Linked DNA regions of Pan troglodytes: region 1 is linked to region 2. The links are chromatin contacts, called in public HiChIP or PLAC-seq maps. All regions are on one chromosome and are shown on one strand. Each heading gives the region's core, a stretch centred on a gene start, on an enhancer-like site or on the middle of the called end of the contact. The rest is flanking DNA. Distances are from core to core; before and after follow the strand shown. Region 1 holds the start of GOLGA1 (golgin A1). Region 2 holds the start of SCAI (suppressor of cancer cell invasion).

What was found. HiChIP or PLAC-seq counts read pairs in DNA pulled down with a chosen protein or histone mark.
Region 1: an H3K4me3 HiChIP or PLAC-seq map of stem cell-derived excitatory neurons shows a contact between it and region 2, with 5 times the contacts expected there. The contact joins the promoter of GOLGA1 here to the promoter of SCAI in region 2. A contact is called at or near these places in 1 of 7 Hi-C or Micro-C datasets (stem cell-derived neural progenitor cells), 1 of 1 datasets of contacts at active chromatin or transcription factors (stem cell-derived excitatory neurons) and 1 of 1 other capture datasets (stem cell-derived neural stem cells).

Annotation. Positions count from the first base shown.
Region 1 is chr11:13,517,806-13,521,144 of NHGRI_mPanTro3-v2.0_pri, reverse strand. It overlaps GOLGA1 (golgin A1), which reads right to left and starts at 2,008. Exons shown (of 24, transcript XR_010148851.1): 1 at 1,864-2,008; 2 at 998-1,047.
Region 2 is chr11:13,314,281-13,317,467 of NHGRI_mPanTro3-v2.0_pri, reverse strand. SCAI (suppressor of cancer cell invasion) reads right to left here and starts at 1,446. Exons shown (of 18, transcript XM_528477.8): 1 at 1,255-1,446; 2 at 503-547. The coding sequence starts at 1,307.

The sequences.
Region 1 (3,339 bases), core at 759-3,258, 200 kb before region 2:
GTGGAAGGGCTGGTATTTGAACAGAGGACTCTGATTCACAAATCTCTACGTTTTTTTTTTTAATTACATGTTGGCTATGACATATAACACACTTGGTAAAATGTCCCAGAGCAGACATCAACATCATATATTCATGACTTAATGATTTCAAATCCTTCCTCCAATAAGCTTAACTACAGTTTAGTGTTAAGTTGAAGACAAAAATGCATGTAATTCAATTCATATGTAATTCAATATTCAATATGTAATTCAATATGTAAAAGGTGTAATATCCTACTGTTTCAGGATGGTTTGCAATCAACTGTCCAATAGGAAAAGCTGGCAACAGAAAAAAGAAGACACACCAGACAACTCTATTATATAAGTATCTGATATCCTTGAACATTTTCTAGAGACGCTGTGTGGTTTTGAGTTTGATAAAATTACCTCCAATGAGTTTATTTTCTTTCTTTCTTTCTTTTTTTTTTTTTTGAGATGGAGTTTCGCTCTTGTTGCCTAAGCTGGAATGCAATGGCACGATCTCGGCTCACCGCAACCTCCACCTCCTGGGTTCAAGCGATTCTCCTGCCTCAGCCTCCCGAGTAGCTGGGATTACAGGAATGCGCCACTATGCCCGGCTTATTTTATATTTTTAGTAGAGACGAGGTTTCTCCGTGTTGGTCAGGCTGGTCTCAAACTCTTGACCTCAGATGATCCACCTGCATTGACCTCCCAAAGTGCTGGGATTACAGGCATAAGCCACTGCGCCTGGCCTCACAGTTTCTTTTCTTAAGAATGTTTGACATGATATTCAAAGTAAGATTCAAAAATCTTTTCCTCCTAATGGTGTATAAAACACTAATATTCTGGTTCCAACCTTAACTTTCCATGTTTTGTGGAGGATACCTAAGCTCTGCTCTGAGATACACAAATGCTATCTTACCACTTCAGATCCTCCATTAAGGCTGTACAATTCTTCAGAAACTTTACTTTCAATGTGTGTAAACCACTTACTCACCTGGCTTATCTACTAGATTTAAAACAGCTTGGAGGTCAAAGCATTCTGTCCTGCATGAAGACAAAGATAAAATGCATTGGGTATTTCTTTTCAAGTGTACGGCCAAAATGTTGGGTGGGGATAGGGGGAAGAAGTGAAGGAAGAGGAGGGGCAGAAGAAGGATTAAAGGGGGTAAGAAAACCTGTCACAACTCTCAATGGGATACCCTCCCTAACCCTGATCTCCTATGAATTTGTTTTTTGCCTAAGAGCTTCACTTACAAGCGCATAGAACAGAATTGATCACCGCAGCGGGTGCCTAAATTCACTTCTCCCTGGGAGCCCTGAGCAAAACAATTTGAATGAGGTTAAGTTTTCCTGGAGCCAGTATTTATTTCTCAGTTGATTACTACACTCACATACTGTTTACCTGGCCAGACCCTGGGCTGTCTGGTCACGGATTTGCACTGACAAAAAGCAAGGCAAAATTGGGTAAAGACAGATGTCTAACCCCCAGGGAGGCAGGCAGGTGCCTGCCACGGCAGTTTGGATCTCACTCCCTCAGGCTACCTCCAGCCCCGCCCGTGCTTTGGACTGTCAAAGAAAGGAAGGATCCAACATCTCTCCCATTTGACAGCAGGGAAACTGAGCCCTAGAGAGGAGGAGCGACTTGTCCAAGGTCGCGCAGGGAGGAATCCCGGAACCCTAGGCTCCAGACTCCCAGGCCGGGGCAGCCCGCCTCCGCCCCCACTCTCACCCTTTCAGCACCCCGGTGCCGCCCCCCGCCTTGGGGCTCGGGCAACCCTGACCGGGCCGCTGCGAGGACAGACCGAGGCCACTGGGAGAATAAGGGGCCTGCTCGCATTCCCGGAGTCCTGGCCCGCGCACCTGCCTCTCTCTGGGCAGCCAGCAAAGCCCCGCCTCCCGGGCCTCTCGTGAGCCCCTGCCCGCGTCACCAACCCCCACCGCCCAGCCGGCGAGCCGGGCAGCGACCCGGAACCGCACGTCTCCCAGCGCGCCGGAAGTGACTGCGCGGGGTGGGGGGGGGGGGGGTTGGTCCGACGCGCGCATGCGCCCGTGCGCGGCCTTGGCGGCTACAGTTACCACCTGTGAGCGGCGGTTGGGCCGGAACGGCTGGAGTTCTCGGGTGCCCAGCCGGGCGCTCCCTCAGCCCAGTTCGCCACGTCAGCGAGCGGCCAGAGCCGCAGATGATGACTGAGTCTCCGAGGCCTCTCGGTCTTTTTCTATTTTAACAGGGGCGCGTGCAGAGCGTGGTAAGTGGGAGGGGCTTCGTGTCAAAAGTAAAAGAACCCAGTCGGTGCCACAGGCCCCGCTGTGCTGTGCTGGCTACAAACCCGGCCGGGGCTGCGCTGCTTGGCCAGGCGCCCCCCCGCGCCGCCGGGTCCCGCCGCACCCTAGGCAGCTGCCTTGCCACCGTGTGACCCGGGAAGTCTGCGCCTCCAGCTTCACTCACAAGCCAGTAGCTCCAGAAACTAGTCCTGGGACCTTACACCTTGAGACCAGTTTTTAGACTTTGGCGCCTGTCACCTACTGTAGATGATGCGTTTTATATCGCAACCGAGTACATAACGTCCAGCAGAACCACGTTCTTACTATGTAATGCACTTAAAAACGCTGGTGGCAGCTCACTATATTGGATTAGCTTCACCATCCGCTGCTGGGCCGTCTCCTTTCTGCTTAGGAAGAAAGTTGAAAACATCAAAAGTGCACGGCGCGCGCTTCTGTGGTCCCAGCTACTCGGAAGACCGAGGTGGGAGGATCTCTTGAGACCAGGGCTTCCAGACCAGCCTGGGCACCGTGGCGAGACTCCGTCTCTTTAAATAAATAGCAATCATGCAGGCAGTAGGAAAATAAAAAAAAACAAAAGAGGAAAAACTATCTTGTTCCAAGTCACAGTCCAGGCCGGGCGCGGTGGCTCACTCCTGTAATCCCCACACTTTGAGAAGCCGAGGCGGGTGGTTCACCCGAGGTCAGGAGTTCAGACCAGCCTAACATGGCGAAACCTCGTCTCTACTAAAAATACAAAATTAGCCGGGCATGGTGGCCCATGCCTGTAATCCCAATTACTTCGGAGGCTGAGGCAGGAGAATCGCTTGAACCCGGGAGGTGTAGGTTGCAGTGAGTCAAGATCGCGCCATTGCACTCCAGCCTGGGCAACAAGAGCGAAACTCTATCTCAAACAAAAAGTCACGGTCCAAATCAGTACCCTAAGTCAGGTCCCTGAACTCGTCAATGCCAAGCCAGCCATTCCACCTTAAGGAACTCTGGTTCCATCCCCAGACTCAACACAAGCCCAAGAATAAGCAGATTCCACCCAATTCTTCAACAGTCCCTTCCTTCGCG
Region 2 (3,187 bases), core at 197-2,696:
TAGGTGTATATATTTATGGGACCGGCTAGTTTTTCAATTTTTTGTAGAGACGGAGTCTTGCTCTGTTGCCCAGACTGGTCTTGAACTCCCAGGCTCAAATGATCCTTCTGCCTCAGCCTCCCAAAGTGCTGGGATTGAAGGCATGAGCCACCCCAGCCAAGATGAGCTTTTTAAACAGAGATGCTGGAGAAAATGAAATTATGGCTAAGGTTAAAAAAAAAAATAGCTGAGATCCTTACACAACATCAAAAAGTAAAAAAGTAGGATTTCTCAAGATTTCCCACATTATCTCAGATACCAAAAAAAAAAAAAAAAAAAAAATCGACTGTAGAGGTAGTAATTTGAAGTCCTCAAAAGAAAAATCATGCATGTGGTTATATTCTTTTAAAAGGGGGATAAATAAGAAACTTCATCTACTGACAGTATACAATTATGCAGTACGGCACAGGTGCAGCCAAGCAAAAAGAAAAACATGAAGCAAAATAGGAAGGCACTGCCTTACCTGCTTCTCCGTTTTCGAGGCGGTTTCTCCACTGTGCCAGTCAGTCTGCAGACCAAACAAATAAGACGGTAACTAAAAGTAACATACAAGAAAACATCTCCCGGCGCTACCGTGCCAGTCAAGAACTAAATAGACCACCCTCTGGGACCACAGGCTCGCCAAGCTCAGATCTGACCTTACAAACGCCTCATGCCCTGTTTCCCCTATTTACCAAGACCTAGCATTCCTGGGACTCACCGTTCCCCCAATTCTCCCTGAGCTCAAACCTTCCTGGTCCCTCACCCCATCCTCGACCCCTGCTCGTCACAGCCCAGCTCCCCAAAATCACCCACCTCCACCTACTCATTGTCTGCCTCGTCACCCCCGCAAGCCCCCCTAGCCTCCCCTTTCCTGTGCCCACCCGTTCCCGACCGTGCACTGCCCCCTCCACGCCCCGCCTCTCCGGGCCCGGCGACCCCCGCATTCCACGGCCCCTCCGGGGGCGCGCCCGCCTTGCCCCTCCCGGCCCCGCGCCGCCAGCCTCACCCCTCGGCGCCCCTTCCCTCACACGCCCCTCTCACCTGGCCTCGAGGAGGCGATCGCGCCCAGCCCGCGCCGCCGCCTGCAGGCGCCCCCAAGGTCCCCCCAGCCTGCACCCCCCGCCCCTCCGGTCTCTGCGCCCCGAATGCTCCACGGCCCCGAGCCGCTGCCCCTGGGCCCGCTCTCTGGCCCCCACCCCATCCCCAACCCCGGCCTCCACCCAGCCCCCGCACCTGGGGGGCAGGCGACTCCGCGGCTGCTGGGGCTGCCGGGCTCCTCTGACCATCCGGCTCCTGCTCCGCCGCGGGAGCTGCTCCGGCGGCCGCAGGGCTCGCTCGGGAAGCTGAGGCGGCGGAGGCTGGAGTAGGCGGAGAGGCGGGAGGAGGGCCTCGCGCCTCTGCCAGGCTTGCCGCGGGGCCCGCCTCCTCCGCGCCTCTCCTCGGTTCCCATTGGCTAGAGCAGTAGTGTGGACGGAAATCTGTCAGTCGATTGGACGCTCGGCCCGTCACATCCCGCGCCGCCCACCCAGAGGTTTGGTTGAGACTGCAGGTGGCGGCGGAGGTGCCTTAGAGATTGCTAGCAGGGCCGGAGGAGACCCTAGCGCCACCATGCGCCTAAAAGTAGGAACTGCACCCCCGGCTCCAGACACCTGCCCCAGGTTCTCCTGGCTCTGCGTCCTGCATACCACACACCTGCTGGCGCCCCTCCACCTCTGCACCACGCCAGGACCGAAAACAAGCCCTGAAATCTCCCAATTTCCTCTAGCAGGTGAGACAGTGAGGCAACTCTCACAAACGTGTTTCCTTTTAAGCCACCTCGAATGCGATCCTTGTCCCTACATCTTGCTGAAATTGTCTCACAGCTCACAGCTACCCCCCAAAAAGGACCCAGCCAGAAAACTCTAAGAATCCACCAAAATAAAGCATGGTTTGGATGCTCAATCCTCTGCAGAAAAGCTCACTAGCTTGGGTGCAGGCTTTTAAGAAAGTAAGATTTTTTTTTAATTACCATGAAAGAAAAATCAGCACTACAAACAGAACCAATGCCATACTAAAAGCAACGTGTTCCATTTTGAAAGGCCTGGACAAATTTGATCCCTGAATGGAAGCTGACCATCCTGATTCTGTGACCACTGCAAGTTCTACACCAATTAATCAATTTTAAAATAAATTGTACTGTATTTTTTGACAAACAGGCATGCAAAACTGCCTTTCATAAGCATAGTTACCCTTCTTCTGCTTTAACAAAGCCATCCTTGAAAATAAGACTCAGCTCATTAACGTATTATAAAATTCTTGAAGGTGGGAAGGCCTCTCTAAATCTCTACTCCTGTGTGAACTTGTTTGGTATATCCTCAGCATCTGTTCAGAGTTGGGAGGAGGCATAAAACTTTCTCTTAAGTCACTTCCATTTTATTAGAACATCTTTTATGCCTCAATAATATGACAGCGTCGAGTAGTACATGTCAACATTGGGGTGGGGAAAATCTCTCATTGATTTCCATAAGCGGCAAAAATTAGGATACTAGTTTTTCACAAAACCAAATGTATTTGGTGTAAAGAGCTGTCTTTTCTTCTGAGATGGTCCTACCTACATCTTTAATGGTAAAATGACTTTCCATTTATGAAGTAATACTGACGGTAAATTGTAGTAGGATTTGAAAAATTGCTTTGAAAAAATGTCAAATCTCTGTTGGTCCCCCAAATTAGTATTTCATGTAATCCTAAAGTCACAGAACCACAAATCACCTCAATCTCAACTAACAGTTTCCACCCATATTATCAAGCCAGAGAGAGGAAAGAACTCCAGAATAATTTGTGTCAGACGAAGGGGGATCATCAACTCACTAGGGAAGTAATCTTGAAATATTTATTATATTCCTTATTAAAAATCCATTGCCTGCTTTTTAGCATCTTCCATAATTGACCAATCCTCACTGATATATGGCAGATATTGTCAATAAAACAGGACCTATTCATTTCTTACGCCTTCCCAAAAAGGATCCTCGAGTCTTCACATTGTGTCCAAGTGATCTCTGCTTATTTTAACTCTGTAAGACATACAAATCCCATCATTCCAGTCCACATTTAATTCACACTTCCTCTTTATCTTCCCCAATTACTCCATCCTACATCAAACATTTCCTTGTCCAGATGTGTTGTACTT